Linked DNA regions of Mus musculus: regions 1, 3, 4, 5, 6 and 7 are each linked to region 2. Evidence: chromatin contacts called from public HiCAR-type, HiChIP or PLAC-seq and promoter capture Hi-C data. All regions are on one chromosome and are shown on one strand. Each heading gives the region's core, a stretch centred on a gene start, on an enhancer-like site or on the middle of the called end of the contact. The rest is flanking DNA. Distances are from core to core; before and after follow the strand shown.

Region 1 (3,562 bases), core at 326-2,825, 1.5 Mb after region 2:
CAAAGTCAAGAGACAAGAACAGACTACCTCATGTACCTGCAGACAGATGCTTTTTTTCTGGAATGCCAGGCCCCCGTTACCTCCCAGGTGGAGCTCTTGATCTCCTGGGTGAGGATCTGGCATGGCAGCAGGAGCCAGTTGCACAGGGGGGTGCCATCAAGGATGCTGGGGAAGAGAGGCTCCTGGGCACCCCTTCTGCCACCCATGGCTCCTGCACCCTGGCTCTCTGCGCTCTGCACCCCAGGTCTCTGTGCGCTGGTCTGAGCCTTGTTCTTACCCAGGAGCTCAAATCACCCACAGACTCCACGTAGGCAATCTTAAGCAGCTGGTGTTTGGGGGTTTACTGTGTTTTTCTTCCTTTTTATTACTTTTTAAAACCATGTGTGCAATGTGTATGTAGCACATGTGTGTGTGTGCATGTTAATTTCTACATGCACACTGGTATGTAAGCAAGTGTGTGCGGTGTGTGGGTGTCAAGAGCTGAGGCTAATGTCAAGCATCTCCATAGATCATTCCTACTCTGTGTTCTTTTTTCTTTTGGTGTGTGTGTGTGGCTGTGTGGCTGTGATGTGTGTGTATGATGTATATCTGTGTGTGTTGATATTCGATGCAATGTGTGTGTATGTCTATGTTTCTGTGATGTGTGTTATGATATGTGTTTCTGTGCTGTGTATATAATGTGTATGTGATATGTAATGGGATGTGTGTGTCTGTGATGTGTGTGTATGATGTGTGTGTGTGTTATGTGTGTGTCTGATATGTGTGTGTATGATGTGTGAGTATGATGTGTGTGTCTTGATGTGTGTGTATGATGTGTGTGTATGATATGTGTGTATGATGTGTGTGTGATGTATATGTCTGTATGTCTGTAATTGTATGTGTATGATGTATCTGTCTGTAATGTGTGTGTATGATGTGTGATCTGTGTCTGTGAAGTGTCTATGATGTGTGTATGATGTGTGTATGATGTGTGTGTCTGTGATGTGTGTTATGATGTGTGTGTGTGTGTGTGTGTGTGTGTGTGTGTGTGTGTGTGTGTGTGTGTATCTGTTGCATAATGTATGTGGACTTGTGTCACAGTCCTCCTGTGGAGGTCCGAGGACCACTCGGTGTTCTCTCCTTCCATGTGTGTTGGTGCTAGTGATCAAACTCAGGTCCTCTGGCTTGTGTGCCCAGCATCTTTACTTGCTAAGCCCTCTCCCCAGCCCTCTGCTGACCTTGGAGGTCACTGGTTAGCTGGGCTGTCTAGCCAGTGAAGTATGAGGATGTGTCCCGCCCCCAGCCCCACCCTCAGCTCCAGCACTAGGATTATAAGCGCCTGCCTGCCAAGTGCCTGGCTTAGTTTTGTCTCTTTCTGTTGTGGGGACAGATTCTCATACTATAGCCCAGGCTAGCCTCACGCTTGCCATCCTCATGCCTTAGCTTCTTAGCAGCTAGGATGACAATGTGTACCACCACATCCGTCTTCAGGTTCTGCTCAGAATAAAGCAAAAGGAGAAGTGTGCAGCCCACCACCGCCTCCCTCTGCACCTGCTAAAAATAGTTGTAGCCTCCTCAGAGTGCGGCACCCATGTGGGCTTCCGGGGGAGGCTGTGGCAGCCTGCCAGCGTCAGCACTTTCCGGGTGCCTTGCTCCCCACAGCAGAGGACAGGGAATTTGAGAGACTCCTGGACAGATGCCCCTGCCAAGCCCAGGATACGGCTGGTGTAGAAGCCCATGAGTACACCTCCCACAATCCCTCTGTGGCCTGCATAAGCAGAGCTGCCGAAGCTGTCTGTGTCCCGGGCCTGCTGGTGTGAATACTCTCCACACCTGGTCCTTCTGCTCTTGTCTGTGTGGGTGTGCTCGGGGCCTTCAAACATGTCCCTTCACGCTTTTTACCTTGGTGCTTGGGATGAAGCCTAGGGTCTTTTATGTGTCCAGGCAAGCTGTCTACCACTGAGCTACACACATCCCTAGCCCTAAGGCTTTTATGATAGGGACTCTGTGTGGCCCAAGATGACCAGAAATCCTCCTGCCTCTTCCTGCCCCAGTATTGGGATGACAGGCATCCCTTACTTTGTCATCTCCTAAACTGGATGTGTATTCTGGGCTGCAAGGGACCCTACATCACACTAGGCTGGGCTTGTGCAGAGCCCAGAACTGGCCCATGGAAGGCTCTCCACGAACCCCGAGGTTCCATGGGAGCAATATGTACCTGTTTCTTCTGTTGTCACACGTGGGTTCCTTGTTTCTTCTAACTGAGCACACTGTCACAGTTGAGGAGTGGGGTTAGTGCTTGAAGTGTGTTTTCTGGAAAGCTGGAGATGTTCGCAGCCTTCTCTGGGGGGAGCTAGATGAAGTATGTCATGTCTGCTTTCAGCCTGTGGCCCCGCAGAAAGGCGACCCTCTCTGCTGGGGAAGGATTCTTTCCCGCCACCCCCAGTGCTGTCAGCTGGTTCCCATGGGGTTGCTTATGCGTGTGCACATGAGGAGAGGAGTGGGGTGCTGTCCAGCAAAATGCCCCAGGCTACCCTGGGAAACCTGCACTTGAGAGTCATATCAGGCATGTGCAGGGTGAGCCACTTCTCCCAGAAGCCTTGAACAAACCTGGGGACCCCAAAGATGGCCTCCCCTTAGAAGCCACTGAAGGTCACCAGAATGTTTGACTCTAGACTGGAAGTCTATGAGATGTCTTGGGAAATGCACCTTGAAAAGGCTTGGAAGGGGCAGAGGAGGTGACTGAGAAGGCAAAGCATTTGTCTTTTAAGGATGAGGACCCAACCTCGATCCCAAGATTCGCTTTGAAAAGGAACGTCAGACAAGATGAGAGGCTGAGGCAGGAGGATCCCTGGGACTTAATGACCAAGTAGCATGCTTCCTTGGTGAAATCCAGAACAATAAGAGACCCTGTCTCAAAGGAAGACACCTGCAGTATGTCAGTGACACTGAGGTTATCCTTCAACTTTCACACACAACACACACACACACACATAAACACACAAATACACACATACATACATACATACATACATACATACATACACACATACACACAAACACACATACACACACAAACACACACATACACATACACACAAACACACACATAAACACACAAATACACATACATACATACATATACATACATACATACACACATACACACAAACACACACATACACATAAACACACAAATACACATATACTTAAACACATACACACATAGACACATTACCTGTAAACCTTCACACATGGGTGCACCCACACATGTGCGTGCCACACTTATGCATAAAAGAAAAAGTGAGAGAGACTTTAGAAGCCCCATGAGCTGTTTGTTCAGAGACAAGCGACCACACACAGCTGGCTCTTATAGGATTAAATTCATTTCAATGGGTTGAGAATTAAACTCCTTAAGTGTAGTCCCAGAACTTGGGAGGTTGAAACAGGAAGATCATGCGTTAGAGACCGTCTGCGTGACTTGTGAGTTCCAGGCCAGCCTAGATAGAGAGGAAGGCCTCAAACAGAACGTGGGGAAGTTGGAGGCTGGGGAGTGGCTCGGGCAGTTAAAGTCAAGCCAGGG
Region 2 (3,463 bases), core at 954-3,453:
GTTCCTCCCCTGGGACTGAGACGCAGCACCCCCAGTTTCCTAGTGGTACCCATTAATGGTGAGGCGTACAGCTTTGTTCTGTTGCTCCCGTGGCAAAAAGAAAACACTGTTTTTTAAGGCTTTGCTTTTTGAGACAGGGCCTCACTTTGTAGCCCAGGCTAGCCTGGAGCTTGCAGCAATCCTCCTGCCTCAGCTTCTCCGTGCCAGTAAAAGGTTTTATGAGTCTTTCAAAAGTCAGGGATATTTAGTCCAAGCTGCCTCTCCTCTTACCCTAGAGTCTTGCAATGTAGCCCAGGATGGCCTTGAACTTACTACATAGCCCAGACTCAAACTCTTGATCCCCTTTCCTTATCTTCCCAAGGTGTTTGCCTGGCTCCCCCCACCCCCAGGGCCTTACATAATAAGGAAGTACTCTCAACTTCAAAGGCAGCACTCACACGTGTTGAAAGCCGCTTCCCTGAGCCTTGGGAGAAGAGCAATGCAAAGCTTCCACACTGAAGAGCAAAGACTCCCGGCTGTAAGACTGTAAGAAAGCCTGAGATGTCGCTGGCCTAACACAAACACTCTAGGACTGAGCCGGGCTTCAGTGTGGAAATGTGTTTCCTTGCTTCTATTCCAAGCTTAAAAGGAAGGAAAAGAGGTGGAAGGGGTGCCTGCCTACATGCATGCTGGGTTCCTTCCCAGCACCACAAAATAAAGGGCCATGATGAAGGAATTGCCCAGCGTGGTGGTGGCGCACGCCTTTAATCCCAGCACTTGGGAGGCAGAGGCAGGTGGATCTCTGTGAGTCTGAGGCCAGCTTGGTCTACAGAGTGAGTTTCAGGGGCCACACAGTAAAACTCTGTCTCAGCCATCTCTAAATAAATAAATAAATGGATCAGTTGTCTGTGGGCGCTGAGGAAGAGAGCCCCCAACTTCCTAAATCATGGCTGACAGTCCCACTATGGTGTCCTGACAGGGCTGATGGTTTGCAAACTGCCCCCATTTTGAGCCTGTCTGTCAGGTACTTGAACTTGGTTCTGCACTGTCTCTGCAGGTACCACATGTCCCAGGCCGAGGAAGGTCTCCAGTAGCTTTCCTACCACCCTCGCCTGCTTTGTTTCCTGCATCCTCCACCCAGAGTCTTATTGAGGCACCTAGAGAACAGGCTGGGTGAGCAAAAGGAGATACAAATGGCCCAGGGTTGTACCCAACTGGGGCAGTGATAAACCACAGATGCTATGAGACAGGATAGCGTTATTTTTGTGTTGGCATGAAAAGGTTACTGCTTAAAAATGAAAAGTACCCACCCAGTACTGAAGGCAAAGGAGGGCTGTGGGCCCATGGGGAGACTGTGTGGCTGGGTCACCAACCATTTTCCTAATAGATCTTAAGAAAACTGTCTTTGTTTTTTAATTTATTACATTTATTTATGTACATGTTGGGGTGCTCGAGTGGAGATCCAAAGACAACTTGCTGGAGTTGATTTTCTTCTTCCTCCCCGAGCCCCGGGGGTCGAATCGAGAGAGTCAGGCTTGGTGGCAAGGTCATTTACCTATTAAGTCCCTCTGTCTTCGGAGTACTGTCTTGTTCGTAGACTCCAGACTTTTAACTCTTTCAGGCTCTGGGAGATCCCAGAGATCTTAACCATTCTAAACTTTCCCCACGAGTGGCCCAGCTCAGAGTCCAGATTTGTCCCTTTGCATTTTCAGTTTACCAAATGCATCAGGTCTGGGCTTCGGGTAGTCGTTTCCTTCGCTGAATCACGTACCACCAAGTCTTGGGCTGGCTATTTGGGAAAGAACCTAGACTCTCAGTGCAGGGTCAGCACTAGCATGGACCCAGACACGATGAGGAGGATCCCTTAGCTGAGTTGTGCGCCTCACATTCCACGCAGGTCGCCCTGAGCCCCGGACCCGGCGCCACACGGAGACCCGAACCGTGCAGCGGGACCACCGCCTCCCCGCTCCTCCCCGGCTTCGTCTCACGCCCCGTGGCCCCAGCCCCAGATCGGCAGACCTGGCCTGGTGCAGCAGACTTTCCGCGCCCGCCGAGAACATGCCGACACGGCTCCAAGCCCACCAGTGCCCGAAACGTTGCCGCGGACTTCCGGGATCGTGTCACATGACGTGTCATGTGACCGGACTGTGTCTGCCCTCTTTCGCCCCACCTCTTACCCCCGCCACCACCCTCCCGCGTCCTGGCTGGATCACGTGGGAGAATCTGGAGCGCTAGCTGACGGCTTCCGGTGCCACACCACGTGGGAGGGCCATCCCTCCCACTCCCCCGCGCAAAAGACAGACCAGCTTCCGGTCCTGCGGCAGGTGGGCGGGGCGGGGCGGAGGCCTTGGCCAAAATATTGCAGTACAGAAGCCAGTTCCCGCCTAGCTCCTGGGCTTCTCTCCACGTCAGTCAGCAGCCAGGGAGTCATGGAACCGTGGTCCTTGGAACCCAGAACTCCTGGCTCCGAAACAGTTTCCTTTGATCCCGGAACTGCCAGTGGTAGACTCTAGACCTGGAGAGACTAGGCAGGCACATAGTTTAGCAGTAGGGTGACTAGATTTACCCCAGTGAGAGGCTGGGGGCGCGACTTGGTGGCAGAGAAAGAACATCCTTAGCAAAAGCTGTATGGCAGACACGTTTTATAAATTCTGTCAGGCTCTTTGCTGCAGAAATACCCAATGTCTTGCTAGTCTTGGGTTTTAAGATGAGGCCCTGGCACTATTCACCTATTTGGGTTGGGAGATGGGTGCCTATTGCACACACAGAAAAAGGAAACTGGTAGTAGACTGAGGAGCTGTCACAGTGGGAAAGACACTTGGACCCGTGTCTTTCTGGCTCTTGCCAATCAATACCTAGTGCTCATGGCCTAGTAATAAGCAAGGCTTCAGGGAGAAACGGGCAGAAGTAGAAACGGCTCAGCTGGTAAAAGTGAACATGAGTACCTGAGTTCCATCCCTGGGTGGCCATATAAAAATAAAACCCACACTTGCAGTCCCAGCACTGAGGAAGTGGAGATCGGAGTATCCCTAAGGGTTGCTGGCCGGCCCTAGCTTACTTGGCAAGTCCCAGGCCAACGAGAGATTCTGTCTCAGAGAAGAGGTAGGGCAAGAAAGAAGACTCAGAACCTGAAAGTGATTGACACACAGGCCTGACAGGCTGAGTTTGGGTCCTCAGAAGCTACATAAAACCTGAGCCCAGTAGTGTAAGGATTTGTAATCCCAGCACACCTACAGGAGATGGAGGAGGCAGGAGACTCTCCTGAGGCTGGAGGATAAGCCGCCCTGGCTTATGAGATGGTAAAGAGAATCTGTCTCAGACAAGGTGTAAGTAGCCATGAGGGTGGGCACCTGAAGGCTGTCCTCTGATCTGCTCACGTCTCCTGTGGCCAGTGTACATATGCCTATGCCTCTGCATGTGAACACACACCCCACTTGAGGAACAGCAGCTGAGGTTGTCCTCTGCCTCCACACAAATACACACA
Region 3 (3,305 bases), core at 86-2,585, 1.5 Mb after region 2:
TCAGTGGTAGAGCACCTGCCTAGAATTCCCCAGTGAGGGGTTGGGGGCATGGCTCAGTGGTAAAGCCCCTGCCTAGAATCCCCCAGTGAGGGGCTGGGGGTGTGGCTCAGTGGTAGAGGCCCTGCCTAGGATCCCTCAGTGAGGGGGGCTAGAGGTACATCTTAACAGTAGAATGCCTGCTTACTATGTAGAAGACCCTGGATTCAACCTCCATAATGCAAAACCAAAAACTAACAATGCTCCTGAATGGGCAAAGCCAGTCTCAGCTGGGACTGAGTGTGCTCCTGCTAGGTGGGACCATGACTGGAAGAGGCAGACATAGAAGTCTCGTGTTTGGATGGATCATGGTGTAGGTGTGAACTACACGTTTTTATTCAGTTGGTGAGAAGCTGTCAGCCTGGTGCATATACCCTTGTGTATCTTCATGTGCTTGAGTTGTGTTAAAGCCTGTGGATTCCTTTCTTAGCTTGCATGGAGTGGTGGGGAGTGCTCTCCTTTACAGACTGAAACATTTATAAGCGTTCTTGGTGTGCAAGCAGGAGGACCCAAGTTCAAATCCCAAGTGCTCCCACACAAAGCGGAGTGTGGCCAGGTCTGCAACCCCAAGGCTGTGGGGGTGGCAAGAGGGGGGTCACTGAGCTTACTGTCCCCCAGCCTAGCTCCAGGTCCAGCAGGACACTCAAGGGCAGAAGGCAGAGAGCAATCTGTAAAGCCAGGCACAGACAGCATCTTTCAGAAACCAGTGCACATATGCCCCCCCCCACACACACTTTAAAAAGTAATCTTAATTAATTTTTCAAAGAGTTTTCTTCTAAGGGGAGCTTATTTCTCTGAGCCTAGTGTTGGGGACCATGTGCTGTCTATTTATTTTAGGGACATATTCTTTCAGGTTCCTGGTTCCATTTCTGAGCAAACTTGACTCTCTCATGGTAGGAGTAGCTGCCCTCTTCCACATCACCCCTCCCAATGAAGAAACTCCAAATTACCCTACAAATAACTAAAAATGTAGTTACCCCTCCTAAGTCTACACTGGGACCTCGTTAATTGACAGCCCAGGCTGAACCAGCTTCACCACACTTAAAGCAGGTGGCCTGGCCACCTTGGACTCAGCACCCAGGCCCCTGACCCTGGCACACCCCTTCCCTCATTACAGCCAGGCCCCCAAAGCCTTAGGCTCAAGCTCAACCCCTCCCCCTCCTTATCTCTTTTTCTAACCTTTTGCAATTTTTTTCAAATCTCATTTCCTGTCTGGTTTTGCATTTTTCTCCCCCGCCCCTACCAGCCTATGACACACTTTCTCTCTCTCTCTTCTCTCTTCTCTCTCTCTCCCACTTCTCTCTCCTCCCCTTGAGTTTTCTGATCTCTGGACTCCTGGCGCCTCGCATCCCTACGGGTCACCAAGGCCCAGGGAGGGTGGCAGCCTCAGGCAGGTGCATGCTGGAGCCCAGAGCCCAGTGCTGGAGGAAGTTGGAGAGCAGCGTGGAGGAAGCGCCTCGCCGAGCCTGTGGAGCATGAGCACCCCAGGTAGGTGCGGCCGGGCTGGGGAAGAGAGAAGGATGTGAAGAGGCTGTGCTGTAGGGACAGCAGGGGCAAGCTGGAGGCCTTAGGGAAGGTAGCATGGAGGAGTGGTAAGGAGTCCGCTCTGCACCCTGCCCTGCCCCTCTCCCCTAGCCCTCGCTAAAGGTTTTGGACTTCACTTTGTAACTCTTGGGTCGCTAAACTGCTCCTCCCCTAGATATCACCAGAGAGGAAGGGAAGTTTGCAGGTCACAGCCCAGCCTAACTCAGAGGGTCTTGAGTAGGTGGCCTTCCTTGCTCTCCAAAGAGAGGTACCGTGTCATGGGAGACATGTCTATTGGGGTACCAATGGCCTGCTGCGTAGAGCCTCTTCCCCAAACCTGATGAGAAGGTTAAAGAGCTCTTCTGTCCCTTAGGGGTACTGAATACAGGATAGAGTGATGTATCAGCTATTACGCTGTGGGGAGCAGATGGCTCAGGACCATGGCCTAAGCCTGGACTTCCTCTCACTGTCTTAGCCAGAGGCCAGCAGCTCAGCCTTGACTTCTGTACAGCCAGTTTGATTTGTAGTTTGAAAAAAAGTTGGTTTTTTTTTTCTTGTGACATTTATGACTTTTCTGGAAGGTCTGACCTACTAGGAAGCAGGGGGAGGGGTCCCTCACTTAACATTTATTTAGTACCTGTGTATGCATAATATGTCCTGGAAATCAGTGGATGTGAATTAGTGTATGGACAGGAATTTGACTGCAGTTCTTCACCCTCATGCCTTCCCTGAACCCCACTTATCTCCTTCCTCGAGACGTCTGTAAAGAGAAAATAGATCCCTCCAGGCCTGTGATGGGTGCTTCGAGCATAAAACCAGGGAACTTCAGCTGTGCGGCATCACAGGGAAGTGGTCTACACCTATGCAGATTCTATTAGCAGAGTATCAGCAAAGCAGGCTGATGATGTCACACAGGGAGATGTCACCCCTATACCCACACCCACACCCAGCCTCAGAGACTGCACACAAAGTATCCTACCTGCAACTAAGATGAAAAAAACCACTACAGCAAATCTGCAGGTAAAACTCACATGGTTGCCAGGCACTCTGAAAGCTGAGGCTATAGGGCTGCGAATTCTAAGCTAGCCTGGCCTATAGAGAGAAAGTCTAGACAGACAAAACTCTCTTGTGAGGACGCCAATTTGATTTTATTTGAGTCAGTTGATCAGTGAGTACTTCCTGGGCCGTTCTGTACTTGACACTTGGGGGCCACAGAAAGCATGTGAAATATGAGGTTGCTTGCCCTGCGATGCCTGTCTTGATGGTAGTATGCTCTGATAACAAAGAACTCAGAGGAAGAGCATGGGAGGCAGCTGGGCTCCAGAGCTCAGCAAGGATCCCAGGCTGAGGTAAGATGGTGAGGCGCTTTCTTCTCCAATCTCTAGTGCAGCTTTCCTGCACCTTTCCTACAAGAGATGTTTTTCCCACAAGGGATCTGTGAGTCTGTGTTTTGAGAATGATAGGAGGTGGGATGATGTTCCACCAAGCCACACCCCCAGTCCCTCCCTGGGGGATTCTAGGCAGGGGCTCTACCACTGAGCCATGCCCCAGCCCCTCCCTGGGGGATTCTAGGCAGGGGCTCTACCACTGAGCCACACCCCAGCCCCTCACTGGGGGATTCTAGGCAGGGGCTCTACCACTGAGCCACACCCCAGCCCCTCACTGGGGGATTCTAGGCAGGGGCTCTACCCCTTAGCCACACCCCAGCCCCTCCCTGGGGGTTTCTAGGCAGGGGCTCTAACACT
Region 4 (3,491 bases), core at 60-2,559, 1.4 Mb after region 2:
TTCTAGTTTTTCATACACAATTTCAGTCTTAGCCCAGGCCATCTTGGAATTGACCATGTAGCCCAGGATGCCCCAAACTCACACCAATCATCCTGCCTCCACTTCCCAAGTGCTGGGATTATAGGCATGAGCCGCTGTGGCAAACAGTCCTGTCCACTGCTCACAAGACTGGGATTTAGGGTCAGATGAGCATGGTCAACAGACACGCAAGAAAAGAGAAGGTGGCATTTACACACAATGGAATACAAAAGAAACTCTTATTCAGATACAAAAGAAAATGAAATTATGCCCTTTATGGGAAAATGGATAGAACTGTAGATCATTGTTAAATAATACGTCAAACTCTAAAAGATAAATAGCTTGTCTTTTGTGTGCACACATGTGTATAGAAAGAGAGCAGGATCAACACAGAAGGAGAAAGGGGAGCATTGGATGGGGAGAAGGAGAGACAAGAGAAGGTACTGCAGGGTGTGTTACAGTACAGTGAACTACACACCTGCAAAGAGCATAAAAAAACAGTCTCCTGTGGATCTGCTATTCTGGAGGCTAAGACAGGAGTGTGTCAAATTCCAGGCACCCTGAACAACAGAGGGAGCTCAAGGACAGCCTGAGCAAATCAGTGACACTTCATCTCAAGATAAAAATTAAACAAAAACAAAAACACTGAGGATGTAGTTCAGTGGTAGAGCCCCTGCCTAGAATCCCCCAGTGAGGGGCTGGGGGCGTGGCTCAGTGGTAGAGCCCCTGCCTAGAATCCCCCAGTGAGGGGCTGGGGGCGTGGCTCAGTGGTAGAACTCCTGCCTAGAGTCCCTCAGTGAGGGGCTGGGAGTGTGGCTCAGTGGTAGAGCCCCTGCCTAGAATCCCCCAGTGAGGGGCTGAGGGTGTGACTCAGTGGTAGAGCCCCTGCCTAGGTCCCCCATAAAGGGCCTGGGGTGTGGCTCAGAGAAAGGACACTTGCCTATTGTGGCTGAAGCTCTGGAATCAATCCCCAATCCTGAAGGAAAAAGGAAAGAACAAAGGGGGTGTAATTTCATGCACAAGGCCTCCTAGGAGCATTCAGGTGTGTGGTGGTAATGGCCCAATAAATATTCCTAACAGAAAAATTCTTGCAAATAGAGCCTCCCCATGGTTCGGGCAAAAATTGCTCAGGAACCTTGACCAAGAGCTCAACAAGACACATAGTTCACAGCATAATGCAGTCATGTCTGAGGTCTTCCAGCCTCTGAGAGCTTCGTTCTCCTGAATGTAAACTTTAGCTCTGTGGTGAGGGCAGAGCTGTGCTGTGTAGCATGTGTCCCCAAGGACTCAGCTCCATTCAGGCCTGCCTGGTTCTGCTGCACCCGAGGAACATCTGGCCTCCCAAGGCTTATGCAAACCCCAGGCAGAAAGAAGAAAGAAAGCTTCTGAGAGCAGAAAGGAGGTACCGCCTGCAGAAGCTGCCCCCACGCATGGGTCCAGGAAGAAAGTAGATCCGACTGCCTCTGTGGTAGAGACAGCAGCAGGAGGTGACATCAATTCTCTGCTCTGCTGAAACTTCCCCGCCAGCATCCCGAATGATAAGAAATCACTCATTTCTGACATGGTCTCATTTTCAAAGGGTTTCTATAAGAAGCATCCAGCCATCCCATTTCGAATATAGTTCAAATAGAAAAGAAAAACTAATCCTGCTATGTTTATTATTAATTAAACAAGATTTCCAGCATCAGCTGGATAGACACAGGCAGAGGGGAAGCAGGCCCCATCCCAAATACTGCGTACCCAGTCCACCAGACTTTTAAGGGAGGGACTTCAGAAAGTTTCCTTCATGGAAAATTCAAATACCTATCCATGCTATCTGCCTTCTGATGCAGCACTGAGAGGCACCATGGTGTGGATATTAGGTTATTTATTTTCTCATGTCCCCTGGGTTGATGGTTGTGTGTAAGGATGAATGACTAGTGTCTTGCTGGTCATTTGAACAGGTGCAGAGCGAAGATTATTTCATACTGAGTTCTGCTGTCTTTAGATTCTCTGAGAAATGAGAAATAAAATCTCTGGAGAGAATCCAGGTGGGAAAAAAATAGAAATAAATGATCAACATATAAATAAGTGGGTTCTGTGTTCCTGGTTGGTTGGGAGCATGCTTTTCCTTTTATGATCTTGTTACCATTGCAAATTTATGAATTCTAAAAAATTTAGAAACTCTGTGAAATATTTAAATGCATTTTAAAGACTCTGCATAGACAATGGTGGTATAACCCCAGAGCATCCAAAGTGGTTTTCACAAGCTGGAGGTCAGCTCTGGGAGGCTTTGGCCTATCATGACCTGAGCTACATCTGTGTGATTCAGGGATATGGGTGGGTGCCAGTGCACAGCAATTCAAGCATGGAGTGCCATCCAGCGGGCAGGGCGTAGGGAGAAAGGTATGCTTTTATTGTGGTTAGTTTTGTTTGAGACGGGATCAAATTGTGTAATAATGGCTAACCTGGAATCTCTGATCCTTTTGCCTCTGCAGTATTGATATTATAAACACTGTATTCAGGACCTTACCACCAAGTCCCTCACTGGGGGGATTCTAGGCAGGGGCTCTACCACTGAGCCACACCCCAGCCCCTCACTGGGGGATTCTAGGCAGGGCTCTACCACTGAGCCACACCCCAGCCCCTCACTGGGGGATTCTAGGCAGGGGCTCTAACACTGAGCCATGCTCCAGCCCCTCACTGGGGGTTCTAGGCAGGGGCTCTAACACTGAGCCACGCCCCCAGCCCCTCACCCCACTGGGGGATTCTAGACAGATGCTTTACCACTGAGCCACACCACCGAGTCCCTCACTGGGGGATTCTAGGCAGGTGCTCTACCAACTTAGGCATATCCCCAGCCACTAGTAGAGAATATTAAAACAGAAATAAAACCCACTAACAGTCAATTTGCTTTTTTTATTATTACCACATGCCAGCTAATCTGCCTGATGCCAACAATGCTGTCTGTCTCTCCCCCAAATCTCTTCATTGTTCTAAGTTCTGCACAGTGAAGCACTTACAGTTGAGTTTAATGGAACAGCTTCCAAATGGCACATTGCACAATCTAACATCTCAACAAACAATGTGAGATGGTTTGGAGGGTGATTTGGAGAAGTCCCAGGTACACAGTTGGAGCTCCATACACAGGGGCTCAGCTGTGAATTGTTCCTGTGAAACAGACGCTCTCCCAGACTCTGGGCTGTGGCTGTCTTCTGTATACGCTTCAGGTCTTCAATGTGTCATGCATAACGCATGTCAGTGCTTAAACAGTAGATTCAATATAAGCGCTCACACAATTACTGCAAAGACAGAAGAGGGAGGAATTTGAATACCCTTAACTCTGCCTTCCTTTGTCACCAATCAGTTAGTTTGTTTAACATGTAAAACTTCAGAGCAGGGCCAGAGAAAGGCTCGGGTGGTAAAGACACCTGCCGCCAATGGCCTGAGTTAGATCCTTGTGACATACGTAGTTGAATGAACTGACTCCCACA
Region 5 (3,705 bases), core at 274-2,773, 1.6 Mb before region 2:
TCCAGAGACAGTTAAGACTTTAAGTAAACTGGGAGGTGGGTGTAGAATCACAAGACAAGGTGAATCAAAGACCTAAGTTTGAATCTAACTACAACTTGGCTGTGTCACCTTGAGTATATCTTTTGATCACCAGGGTTCCAGGATCCTCAAAGCAAAAGATGAAGAAATTGGACTAAATTATCTTTAAGCTTTCTTCCAACCTCTAAAGTTCTTTGAAATGTCAATACCTCCCCCTTCGTTGAAAAAAAAAAAGAAAGAAAGAAAGAAAGCCGTAATGATGGAAAGTTAGCCTAGATTTGTTTTTTTTTCTTAAAATTTCTGAGATGGTTTCTTTGGCTGAAGTTTTATTTATAAACTCCAAATCAAAACTATATGCAGAAAATACAGAAGGGCTGAGAGCTTGAAAAGAGAATCACTCGCTGAAATAGTTCAATTACCCTCAGGCCAATTTGTCAGTGGATACGCAAAAGCTGCTATGCTACTCCAGTCACTAGCTTCCTAAAACAAAATTATGTATCGTTTGTTCCTTTCTCATCCCCAGCGACTCATTCCGAAAAAATAAATAAATAAACAGATAAATAAACCAATAGCCCAACAACCACAGCATCTAAAATCAATTTACAACTTTAGAACAAGTTTCGGTGAGCCAAGGAAACTGCACAGCTTCCGCGAGTCATTGGTTTCATTTAAGGAATGACGAGAAATAAGAAACGGTTCTTATAATAAGACGGGAGAAAAGCCACCAGAGGCAGGTGACATCTGGAAGAAGAAAAAAAAAAAAAAGGAAGTGTCGAGGACAGAAGCTGGAGGTACCTTTAGGGCAACAAGTTTAAGAGTCCGGGAAAAAGAGTCCCCCGGGAGGTAGGGGAACCCATCGCTGCCACCTCGCCCCGCCGTCTTCCCCAACCCCCACCGTGTCGCCGCGCCCCCGCCCCCCATCCCACGCCCCTGCGGCAAGAAATCTCCCTGAGATCGCGGGCATCCCGCGGCCTCCTGCCCTCGGCAGGCCTCCGATCCGCCGCAGAGGTGGCCCAACCCCGCAAGCCCGCCGCCCTCGCCGCCGCCCCGCAAGACGCAGCGGCCCCGCAGCCCCCGGGCTCCGCTCACCTGCACCTGTTTGCGGAAGTGGCGCGGCCCGGGCACAGCCGACCGTCAGGAGCAGGAGCAGCAGGAGCATCGGCGGCGGCGGCGACGCCGGCGGCCCCGGCATCTCGTCCACCGCGCGGTCCCCCACGGGGCCGGCTCTCGGGTCGCCGCCTTCAGTCAGTCGGTCAGCCCTCCGCGCCGCCTCAGCGACACCGGCGCCGGCTGCTTCGGGACACACGTCTCTTTAGCCAAACGTCAACCTTGTTCCTGGTCTGCATCCGCCGCTCTGGCCTCGGAGCCAGCATCATCCTTCCCGCCCGTCAGCGCCGCCACCGCCGCCGCCGCCGCCCCTCAACAGCAGCAACGGCGCCCAGCCTGCGGAGCCGCGGGCCCAGGCAGCCGCGCTCCCGCCGCCATGATGGGCTGCGTCATGTGACGTAGAGCTGAGGCGGGATGCCGGGACCGACACCTGGACCAGCCAATCGTCAATCCATACTGACTCCGGGAGCCCCACCCTCTCAGCCATAGGCGGCAAGGTGGCGATCGGTGCGCCCCCTGCAGACAGAGGAATGAGGCGTGGGCAGCAGGTAACATCGACAATTATTTTAGGAAGATATAAAGAAGTCCATAATAACCCACATAATTTAATCTGGGACTTTTGTCTCTCTTTCTCCTACTTTTTATTTTTCTTTTCTAATTTTTACCAACATGGTTCTCGGTATTTTATCCCCGGTTTTACTTTCTTCATTTTCACTTATCAGAACTTTCTTAGCCTCTTCTTCTTAGGCTGACCCTCATATCAGATAAGCTCTTGAGGAAACGTTGAAATTTTTAAAAATTTTAATTGATCAAGCACAGAATGTTTCTGACTTCACTTACTGACGTAGCAGTGAGCTCAAGCCAGCTCCTCTGCCAAGACAGCCAGCCCTTCCTGCCCCCTCTTGTTCACCTGGCAGATGCGCATCCTTTCATTCGTCAAGACACACCTGGAATATGTATGACTTCATCGATGGCTTCACCCCAATCCCACAAATAACTGAGCATCCACAGCCCCGACCTAGCCCAGCCCTGGGCCGACTGTCATGTTTTATTGTTCCTGTGACTGTAAACCCCTTGAGGACAGCAGCCCTGTCTTGAGTCACCTTGGAGCTCCTCCTGGGTGTTCTCTACTGGAACTGTGCTAGGTGTTGGTGATGGGTGTGAGGAGGGAGCAACTTCCAGGTGAGGTAGAAGATGTCTCAAATGCAATGAAGAGATTGCTTGCCTTGCAAGCTTGAGGGCCTGAATTTGATCCCCAAGAAATCCACATAAAGAAAATCTAACCTTAGTGGACAATGCTTGCTGAAGAGGCAGAAAAAAAGATGGCTCGTAGGACTCGCTGACAAGCCAGACAAACTTGCTAGGTAAGTTTCGGGCCAATAAGAGACCCTGCCTCAAAAACAAAAAGTGGACCCTGACCCCGAGGAAAGACACTCTTCTGGCCTTCACACACACACACACACACACACACACACACACATACATACACAGGGACAGGTGGAGAAAATGCACACACATAAACAAATCACATGCAAACACAAGCAACACATACATCCATGCACACAACACATACATCCATGCACACAACACATACATCCATGCACACATAATAGAAAGGGAGAAAGTGTTTGACTGTAACACAGCTCTGAGCCCCTTCCTTGGGGTTGGGGAGACCACCTTTGCTGACTCTGGGAGTCCAATTTGTGAATAAAAACACCTGAAGAGCTGCCTTGCATCTTATCAGGTGGAACTTTAGCAACTTGCAAGCCCAGAGCTTCACCTGGTTTCCAAACTCCCTCCAAAAACCCATTGTAAACACTTAGCTGTCCGTGGTGCTAACTGACTCAGCCCGGGGCACAGGATGTCTAGGGAATATGTCTGGTGTTGATCGAGGCAAGCCACACTAAAAACCTGAGGAAAGCAGTAGCCGGCCTGTGACACTTGAGCTCAACTCGGCCTCTTCCTGCTGATCTTTCTGGGCAGAGGGGAAGGAAGGCAAAGGTCTAGAGAGGAGGTACAATTGCCCCGCTGTGCGTTGACTTCCATCCGGAAGCTCTACCCACTGCATCCAAGGAAGCCGGGAATTCATGCTCCAACCTGACAAGAGGCTCTGTGAGGAGCAGAGCTGGCTCAGTGAAAGCCCTTCCTCATAATCCTCCTGGTAATTAATCATAATTAAGATGCACCCCAACAACGAGGCATTCTGCGATCACAAAGCAGGTCTTGTTATTATGTGAGCAAGCCCCACAGTTGAAACACACACAAACACACAACTGTTTTCCCCCTCCCGTGGAGCACGGGGTAAGGTACACATTCCTCAGAGGCTGTCTAATGGAAACCTTTACCCCAGCCCCCACCGCACCGCCTCTACCTTTGCCCCGCACTTGTCTCAGAGACTCCTAGTTAGAGAATCTGCAAGACAAACAAAGACTTGCTGGGTTGGTGAGGTTTCACCTCAGAGTCAGGAAACAAAAAAAAACAAAAAAACAAAAAAACAAAAAAAACAAAAAAAGAAGAAGTCAGCTTTTAGCATAAGTTAAACTGAGATTTCCCTGGGCTCGGAATCAATTATAAGTCAGT
Region 6 (3,432 bases), core at 314-2,813, 1.7 Mb after region 2:
TGCATGCATGCATGCATACATACATACATACATACATACTCAAAATACCCATACACTAAGATGAGTAATTTTTTTTTAAGGAGAAAGAAAGAGGTGTGATGCCAGTGATAAGAGATGAAGAAGAATAAAGCAGATTGAGGGAAGAAACAGTTGCTGATTTGGGAGCTTCCTGGCTCAGGGATGCTTAGAAAAGACTTGCGAAAGAAACAAAGTAGCAGGTGTCTGAGGGGACAGGGAATGATACTCAGAAAGTATCATACCTGGGGACTGTAGACAGGCAAGGCAAATGAGAATCAGTAGAGCACAGCAGCCAGTAGACATGGGGACAGGGAGAAGGATATAGTAAACAGCCCATTTATCGTGGTATACATAGCTATAATCCCAGCATCCAGGAGGCTGAGACAGGAGGACCCAGGAGTTTAAGGCCAGCCTGGCCTGCATAATTTTAGGCTAGCCTGGGCTGTCTAGCAAGTCTCAAGAAAATTAAGAGCCCGAGATAATGGAAAGAACTAAGGAGATAGCCCAATCAGTAAAGTGCTTACTCATGCAAGCATGAGGACCTGAGTTCAGGTCCCAGCACCCATAAAGACAGGTGAGGTACTGTCTGACTACAGTCACAGTACTGAGAGGCAGAGATAGGAAATCTCTAGGGCTCACTCATCAGCTAACCTAGCCTAGTCAATGAGCCCTAGGTTCCATTGAGAGACCCTGTTTCAAAACTAAAGCAAACAACCAAAAACCAAGAAAGATGACTTCTGAGTTTCAGCACCTGAGGTCAGCCCCTGGCCTCCACAGACACACATGTGAGCACACCAGCTCCACATAGACATACACACAAGTAAAAGTAAGTGTGGTGGGACATCACTGTTGTGATTGGAAGAGACAAAGTATGCAATCTGTAATTCTCGTGCTGCAGGCTGAGTGGGACCTTGCCCTAAAGCAGCCGTGGGCAGAGGTGCAGGGAGAGTAAGAAGAATGTAGTGGCCACCTGGAAGAGGAAGGAGGTCCATTCAGGAGCCCAGTGTATGCGCTGTCCTCACTGGAAGGCAGCTCAGATATGATTATTGCTTTCTCATGGTTGCTCTGGGGTAAAAAGGGTTCAGTGCACACCTGACTTGTCTTGACACAGCTAGATGCCATTTTGTTAGCTTTGTATAGGAAGTTATTCTTCCTATAGCTGCTGCCCTTGGCCCAGAGATACGGTCTTATACCTCTATTACTATCTCTGTGTGTGTGTGCGTGTGTGTGCGTGCGTGTGTGTGTGTGTGTGTGTGTGTATGTGTGTGTGTGTTAAAAATGTAAACAAATTTTGAACACACTGTTTGAAAAATAAAATTTTTCAATCTTCTGTTTGTGTCCCTGCCATGCTGGTATGTAGAGTTTTATCTGTTCCTTCTACCCAGTGTATGGCTTGCCACAGTGGTGATCTGTTTCCCTCCTGATGTGCAGTCAGGTTGTTTACCATTTCCCTTGTGCCCTACAGTGCCGCACTGTATGTCCTTGCCCCTGTCCCTAGTGTGTTGTGGCCAGAACTGCCCTGGAACGTACTTAGATGTGGGTCGAGGGGCGGTTGCAGGCCAGGCTGGCTCCACCAGATGCCGTCAACACTGCTTCTCAAGGGACTTATCCAAGGTCTGGAAAACCACACAGCTTATTTTAGATTAATGAACAATGCACAGTAAATATATCATTGGATCTTACTGAGTATGTGTGCTGCAAAAAGAAGGAAAGGGTGATGAAGGGACACCAGGACCTGTCTCCTGCAGGGATGGGAGACATTCAGCTGGTGGCTTAGTGCTCACTGGTCTGGGAAGCAGGAGCTGGCACACCATGTCGTGAACCACATTCATTGTGGTTTCTGTGAAAAGAAACAAGAAAGTCAGATAAGAGATTTAGGATCAGACAATTCAAATCATGTCAGGTGCCACAGAATATTCCCTGCTTGTCAAGTACCTGCCCTAGGTGACTAGAGCAGAGGAATAAAGAATCAAGCAGGGAAAAGCCAGGGGAACTTCAAAGAGGTGCCTCTGAGTATGTGGTCTGTGTTGGCTGGTCAGACATGAAGTGTTATCACAGAGGATGTCTTGTCCTGGAAAGGGCCATGTCTCTCCCATCAGCAAGGCTTCAGGTGTCATAACACCAGAGATGCAGAAAATGGATTCGCCTGTGAGTCTTGGGTGCCAAGAAATGTGAGATCCACCATCATCCTGTCCTAGTTAGACAGGCAGCAGCCTGAGGAGCCACAGGACAGGCCCTCAGAAATGCTCAGCCTGGGCTCCGGCCCCCAAGACCTTGAATCAAGAGGTTTGGGATTCAGCTTCCCCAGGTGATTCTGAGACTGAGGGAAAGGATTCAGTGGCTCCTGGGGAGCCACTGACACAGGCAGTCACACAGGGAGCAGAAAGAACCAGCGCCCTGGGGTCAGCTGGAAAGAACATGGCAGCCAGAAAGCAATCCATAGAGGCAAACGTCAGTCTGCTATTACGGATGAGACCCACCACACACTGACTACAGTGACTTATACCTTTTATGACAGTAGTTTACTAAGGAGGGACTTGAACTTCAGGGGGACATTTCATTTGCAATGCAAAGTCAGTTTCTGACCAGTGGTTTTGCCTACCTGTCCCCTAAGAGACAGCCATGTACAGAAGTATCTGTTTGTCCTGGTGTGAACTCAAGTCACCATAGCTCATCCCCTCCCTTCCGTACAACCCATAGTTCCTGACTGAGGACAGTGTGGAGAGAGACCTTAATTCTATCCTTTGGTTTTGACAGTCTGATGTTGGCCTGCTCCTAAGGCTTTGAGGTTTGGGCTTCCCTGTGGATGCAGACTGAATTACAGGCTTCTTAGCATCGCCCAGCCCTGGAGAAGGCAGTCTCTGATGACCTCAGAGTAAGCAGGCAAACACAGCTTCGTACAGTCCTGGCTTTCCCCTAGACCTGGTGCTGCGGTAAGGGTAAGGCAAGAAGTGTCCTCAGTTTCATTGGCATCTTGACCAGTGGTGACTAAATCTGAGAGTGGCTTTGTTGTCCACACATGGGTAAACCGTGTGACAGAAGTCCAAGCTCCCAAATGGGCAGTCTCCAACTGGGCAGTCTCCAACTCTATTTTGGCAAACTGACAAAGAATTTTTCTTTTAGGTGCTAGAGATGCAACCCAGGGCTTCGTGCATGTAAAACAAACACTTTACCACTAAATTATACTGCAGTCCTCAAAGGGGTGTGTGTGTGTGTGTGTGTGTGTGTGTGTGTGTGTGTGTGTACAACCTTTGATGTTCCTCATGTGCTGGCCACCTTGTGTTTTGAGTCAAGGCTGGCTGGCCAGTCAGACCAGTGAAATCCATTTCCAGCCCTGAGATTACAAATATCTTACTATTCCCAGGTTTTGTTTTTAGTGTAGGCTCTGGGGATTGAACTCAGGCCCTTAAGCTT
Region 7 (3,790 bases), core at 92-2,591, 1.4 Mb after region 2:
AGCCAGCATAGGCCAACACATTACATTAGTACCTGAGCTCAGACACTCAATGCCCATGTAGAAAAGTCCGGGCCTAGTGTCACTTGCATGTAGCTCAGTGCTGGGGTGGATGGAGATGCTTGGTGGATGGATACCTGGGCTTGCTGGTGGTTGGCCTAGCCTACACAGGCAGTTCTAAGGAGTGAGAGAATTTGTCCTAATAGTTAAGGTGGCCAGGCACTAAGGACTGCCACCTAAGGTTGCCCTCTGCCCTCCACACACACACACTCTCGCACACACACGCACATGCACAAGCACACATGCACTTGAGCACATACGGACATTCATGCACACACACACACACACACACACACACACACACACACACTCATCCACACATAATCACAATTATCACTGAAAGCACCTAGCTTACAGGCTCAACCCCTTATCCTGCTTCTGCAGCCTCCGATTCTTATCTGTGGGAAATCACAAGGTCCTGTGGTATCAGGATCCCACCCCCGACCCCAGGCAGAGGTAGCTGCTGAAACAGGAAGTGTTTATCCACACAGTAAGACCGAGACCGCCAGCAAAAGCTGAGGAGAAAAGTAAAGAAAAGTGTGCGTGCTGCGTGGACTGATTTTCATAAAATTAACATCATAGTGTATAATAATGCTCCCAATATAACGTCTTTTCCCAATTAATATTTATAACCTTGCACGGATTAAATCATACTTTTGTGATTATGTTAATCATCATTTTTAAGCCTTATTCAGGGCCAAAGATAACAGCTGGCTGCGCTTTTTGCTTTGTTTTGTTTCCTTTTCTTTTTGAGACAGTCTTCCTACATAGCCCAGGCTAGCCTCAAATTCTCAATCTTTTCGCTTTGGCCTCCAGTGTGTGGAGATTACAGGCACATGCTGTAGTGCCTGGCTTTTTCTTTTGTTGGCTTTTGTCTTTAGAAAGTTCTAGTGACATTCCAAATTCTTCCAAGAGAGAGAGCCATTGTGACTTTAATAATGGTGACACACGTTCACATAGGCATCTGCCCCTGAAACTGAAGTCTTCTTAGACACCTGGTTCCAAAAGGTTTCAGGTTTTTATGATTCTTTCTAGAAGTGTCCCTCTTTTGCACACATTAAACATAATTGAAATGGGAGACGCATCCACTCGGCACCCACGCCCTCCTGAACCTCTGTCTCACGGCAGGACCGTTGCCTCCTGGGATAAGGGTCTTCAGCAAGCATGAGAGACCAGCGTGCCCAGCAGGCTAGTGCAGGCAGAGTTACATCCTGCACGCTGCCCGTCTGCTCTCCCAACTGCTCAGCTATGGGCTCCATCCGACACCCTAGCTTTGTTCGCAGAAGCTGCACACTCCACCCCTCAGCACAGGAAGTAGAGCACGAAGCTGCATCAAGTCTGTGGGCTGGCAGTGGGCAAACCTCACGGCTCTTCCTTTCCCAGCAACAGATTCTTTTTCTTCGTCCTTTTAAGGACTGAAGAGATGGCTTAGTTCCTGTGTAAGCGCAAGGACCTGCGTTTGGATCCTCAGCTCCCACGGTGCACCTCAAAGTGCTCAGAAAAAAAAAAAAATCTGCTGCGTGCTCGGCCCTAAATGGGGCATCTATATCCAACCCTCCTACATGATTCAGGGAACATCATGGAAGCCAGGCAGAAGATGAAGAAGAGAGTTGTGAAACACTGGCTTCTGGACATGACCATGGTACCCGTGAACCCACAGCTGCTGTGGTTACCTGCGCACAGACAAGCCCGACATCATTCCAGCATGGATTGGGGAGGAGCTCACAGGCTCCACCCTCATCCATGATTGGCAGCTGATTGCTGCAAGGGGAGGGAGTCAGTTATAGTCAAAGACAGCAAACGCTTCTGCCTTACACACATGGGTAGGAGCTGCCATAACTGGATTCAGCCTGTTGTAACAAAATAAGAACACATAAAGTTGGGAGGGGGACATAATAGGGGGTCTTGGAAAAGGGAATTAGAGGGTGGATAGGATCAAAATGTCTTGTAGACGTGCATGCAACTCCCAGAGAATAAGTAATATTAGATATACTTAAAGCCAGGTGTCAAGCATTCCTCTTTAACTGCAGCACAGAGGGATACAGAGGCAAGTGGACTCCTGAGGCTCACTGGCCAGCCAGCTCTCGGCTCAGTGAAAGATCCTGCCTTAAGAACTAAGGTGAAGCACAACCAATGCAGGAAGACACTTAACCATCAACCTCCACACATGTGCACATACATGCATGCACACTTGCACACACATCAGCACATGCATATGTGGAGGAAAGATCGCATGACCCCTCTGCTGAATCCTGCGTTAGCCAGGCCTGCTATGAGACAGTACCACCAGCCAGGCAGCTCAGTAGTAACATGTCATGCTGTTGGGGGGTTGGGGGTGGGGTGGGGTCTGAAGTCCAAGGTCAAGGGGTCTCAGCTTGGTTCCTACGGAGGACTGGAAAGCAAGAGGTATGTCTTCCCATCTCTGTCACTTGACAACAATCTTTGATGACCCTTGACTTGTGCACTTAAGGGAGGCAGCTCACAACTCCAGGGTACTGTTCATCACAGCAGGAAGACAATGCATGGATGTAAAGCAGCTAGGAACATCCCATCCAGTCCGGAGGAGAGAAATGATTGAAGACGTGCCTAACAGTCAGACAGTTCTCTACCCTTACACATGCCGGCTCCAAACCAAGGGCTGCTGCTGGCCACTCAGACTGGGGCTTGGCACATGAGTTAAGGCAAATCAAGACAAGCCCTGACCCAAACCACCTGCTGCTCAGCTCCCTTTAACTTAAGCGCAAGATCGGATCTAGATAATCATCCCTCATGGAGCCAATTCTCCCAGGTGATCCTAGACTGTATCGCTGGACAATTAACAACTGACCTTGCACAGGGAGACAGGAATGCTGGGACTCAGCTGCCTCCTTTAGCCTCAGTCCAGGACCCCGCCCCATAGGGCGGTCCTGCTCACTGTGAGGGTGGGTCTTCCTACCTCAGTTCACCCAATATAGAAACTCCCTCCTAGACATGTCCAGAGGTTCCCACTCCCTTATACCCACCACCCAAACCTCCCTACTTACCACTACCCCTCCACCCTTGCAACACTCCCCCCCCCCAACCCCGTGATTCTAAATCCCATAAACTGACAATTAAAATGAACCACCACAGGGTCTGCCTAAAGACCTTGTCTTAATTTGGTTATCTGTAGAGAACCTATTTCCCAATAAGGCTGCATTCCAGGCCCTGGGTGGGGGGAGCGGTTAGAATTTCAGCATCACTGGGCACATGGTTACGTCTAAAACAGGCCCTTCCTCTCTCTCTCTTCCTATGGAAAGGAGAGGGGTGACACAGGATTATAAATAGGTTATTGAGCTTCTCTGAAGCTCCAGAGAAAGCCCTGGGGCAACCCAGAGGGGACTCTGAAAATAAGGGGCACCCAGGGCTGCCTTCAGGCTGGAGATAGCATAGATGTCCTTGTACCCTGTTTGGACAGATGCCACCGAGGGTGGATGTGACTCAGACCAGCACCCTCTCCAGAAGAGGGTTTCTCACCTGCTCTCTCTACTTCCTGGTCCGCTCAGACAAAGGGAGCCTCTGTCTGCCTCATGCCCGCGCCACCACAGGCTAAGCTGCTCTTACCAAGCCTTCCCCGGCATGGTGGACTGAAAGCCCTCTGGAAGCCAAATTAAACCTTTCTTGGGTTTGCAGAGACATCTCAGTTAGTAAAGTACTTGCTTCACAAAAGTGGGGACCTGAGTTCCAATCCCCTGCACCCACATAAAGCTTCGTG

What was found. Promoter capture Hi-C pulls out the DNA fragments that hold promoters and counts their contacts. HiCAR-type assays count read pairs that join an accessible place to other places. HiChIP or PLAC-seq counts read pairs in DNA pulled down with a chosen protein or histone mark. Capture Hi-C pulls out chosen DNA fragments and counts their contacts.
Region 1: an H3K4me3 HiChIP or PLAC-seq map of pro-B cells shows a contact between it and region 2, with 9 times the contacts expected there. The contact joins the enhancer-like site here to the promoter of Ap5z1 in region 2. A contact is called at or near these places in 4 of 39 promoter capture datasets (frontonasal cranial neural crest, hippocampal neurons, pre-B cells and 1 more), 1 of 484 Hi-C or Micro-C datasets (pro-B cells) and 4 of 115 datasets of contacts at active chromatin or transcription factors (astrocytes, embryonic forebrain, large pre-B cells and 1 more).
Region 3: a promoter capture Hi-C map of liver shows a contact between it and region 2, with 2.9 times the contacts expected there. The contact joins the promoter of Card11 here to the promoter of Ap5z1 in region 2. A contact is called at or near these places in 1 of 39 promoter capture datasets (pre-B cells), 1 of 484 Hi-C or Micro-C datasets (B cells), 3 of 115 datasets of contacts at active chromatin or transcription factors (astrocytes, pro-B cells and stem cell-derived neural progenitor cells) and 1 of 9 other capture datasets (liver).
Region 4: a contact with region 2 is called in an H3K4me3 HiChIP or PLAC-seq map of pro-B cells, with 6 times the contacts expected there. The contact joins the enhancer-like site here to the promoter of Ap5z1 in region 2. A contact is called at or near these places in 1 of 39 promoter capture datasets (hippocampal neurons), 1 of 15 datasets of contacts at CTCF or cohesin (large pre-B cells), 3 of 484 Hi-C or Micro-C datasets (cerebral cortex, cortical neurons and olfactory sensory neurons) and 3 of 115 datasets of contacts at active chromatin or transcription factors (astrocytes, large pre-B cells and pro-B cells).
Region 5: a promoter capture Hi-C map of pre-B cells shows a contact between it and region 2, with 4 times the contacts expected there. The contact joins the promoter of Lmtk2 here to the promoter of Ap5z1 in region 2. A contact is called at or near these places in 2 of 39 promoter capture datasets (liver and pre-B cells).
Region 6: a contact with region 2 is called in an H3K4me3 HiChIP or PLAC-seq map of the 230-238 cell line, with 15 times the contacts expected there. The contact joins the enhancer-like site here to the promoter of Ap5z1 in region 2. A contact is called at or near these places in 1 of 39 promoter capture datasets (neural stem cells) and 3 of 115 datasets of contacts at active chromatin or transcription factors (the 230-238 cell line, large pre-B cells and stem cell-derived neural progenitor cells).
Region 7: a HiCAR-type map of astrocytes shows a contact between it and region 2, with 4 times the contacts expected there. The contact joins the enhancer-like site here to the promoter of Ap5z1 in region 2. A contact is called at or near these places in 1 of 39 promoter capture datasets (frontonasal cranial neural crest), 2 of 115 datasets of contacts at active chromatin or transcription factors (astrocytes and large pre-B cells) and 1 of 9 other capture datasets (liver).

Annotation. Positions count from the first base shown.
Region 1 is chr5:140,946,239-140,949,800 of GRCm38.p6, reverse strand. All of the region lies in intron 1 of Card11 (caspase recruitment domain family, member 11), which reads left to right. Among named protein-coding and RNA genes, the nearest start is that of Card11, 53 kb to the left of the region's middle. Within about 2 kb of position 1,575, at least 90 of the 459 cell types and tissues checked have an H3K27ac peak or open chromatin away from gene starts, as enhancers often do. A contact at or near this core is called in hippocampal neurons and pro-B cells, where this site is marked.
Region 2 is chr5:142,462,671-142,466,133 of GRCm38.p6, reverse strand. Ap5z1 (adaptor-related protein complex 5, zeta 1 subunit) reads right to left here and starts at 2,203. Exons shown (of 17, transcript NM_172725.2): 1 at 1,999-2,203. The coding sequence starts at 2,039.
Region 3 is chr5:140,998,626-141,001,930 of GRCm38.p6, reverse strand. It overlaps Card11 (caspase recruitment domain family, member 11), which reads left to right and starts at 1,335. Exons shown (of 25, transcript NM_175362.2): 1 at 1,335-1,524.
Region 4 is chr5:141,074,234-141,077,724 of GRCm38.p6, reverse strand. It overlaps Gm38730 (a long non-coding RNA gene), which reads right to left. Exons shown (of 3, transcript XR_868654.1): 3 at 3,040-3,299. Among named protein-coding and RNA genes, the nearest start is that of Gm38730, 11 kb to the right of the region's middle. Within about 2 kb of position 1,309, at least 11 of the 459 cell types and tissues checked have an H3K27ac peak or open chromatin away from gene starts, as enhancers often do. A contact at or near this core is called in pro-B cells, where this site is marked.
Region 5 is chr5:144,098,179-144,101,883 of GRCm38.p6, reverse strand. It overlaps Lmtk2 (lemur tyrosine kinase 2), which reads right to left and starts at 1,523. Exons shown (of 14, transcript NM_001081109.2): 1 at 1,108-1,523. The coding sequence starts at 1,210.
Region 6 is chr5:140,800,067-140,803,498 of GRCm38.p6, reverse strand. The region is part of intron 1 of Gna12 (guanine nucleotide binding protein, alpha 12); the gene reads left to right. Among named protein-coding and RNA genes, the nearest start is that of Gna12, 29 kb to the left of the region's middle. Within about 2 kb of position 1,563, at least 47 of the 459 cell types and tissues checked have an H3K27ac peak or open chromatin away from gene starts, as enhancers often do. A contact at or near this core is called in the 230-238 cell line and neural stem cells, where this site is marked.
Region 7 is chr5:141,041,827-141,045,616 of GRCm38.p6, reverse strand. No RefSeq gene overlaps it. Among named protein-coding and RNA genes, the nearest start is that of Gm38730, 21 kb to the left of the region's middle. Within about 2 kb of position 1,341, at least 96 of the 459 cell types and tissues checked have an H3K27ac peak or open chromatin away from gene starts, as enhancers often do.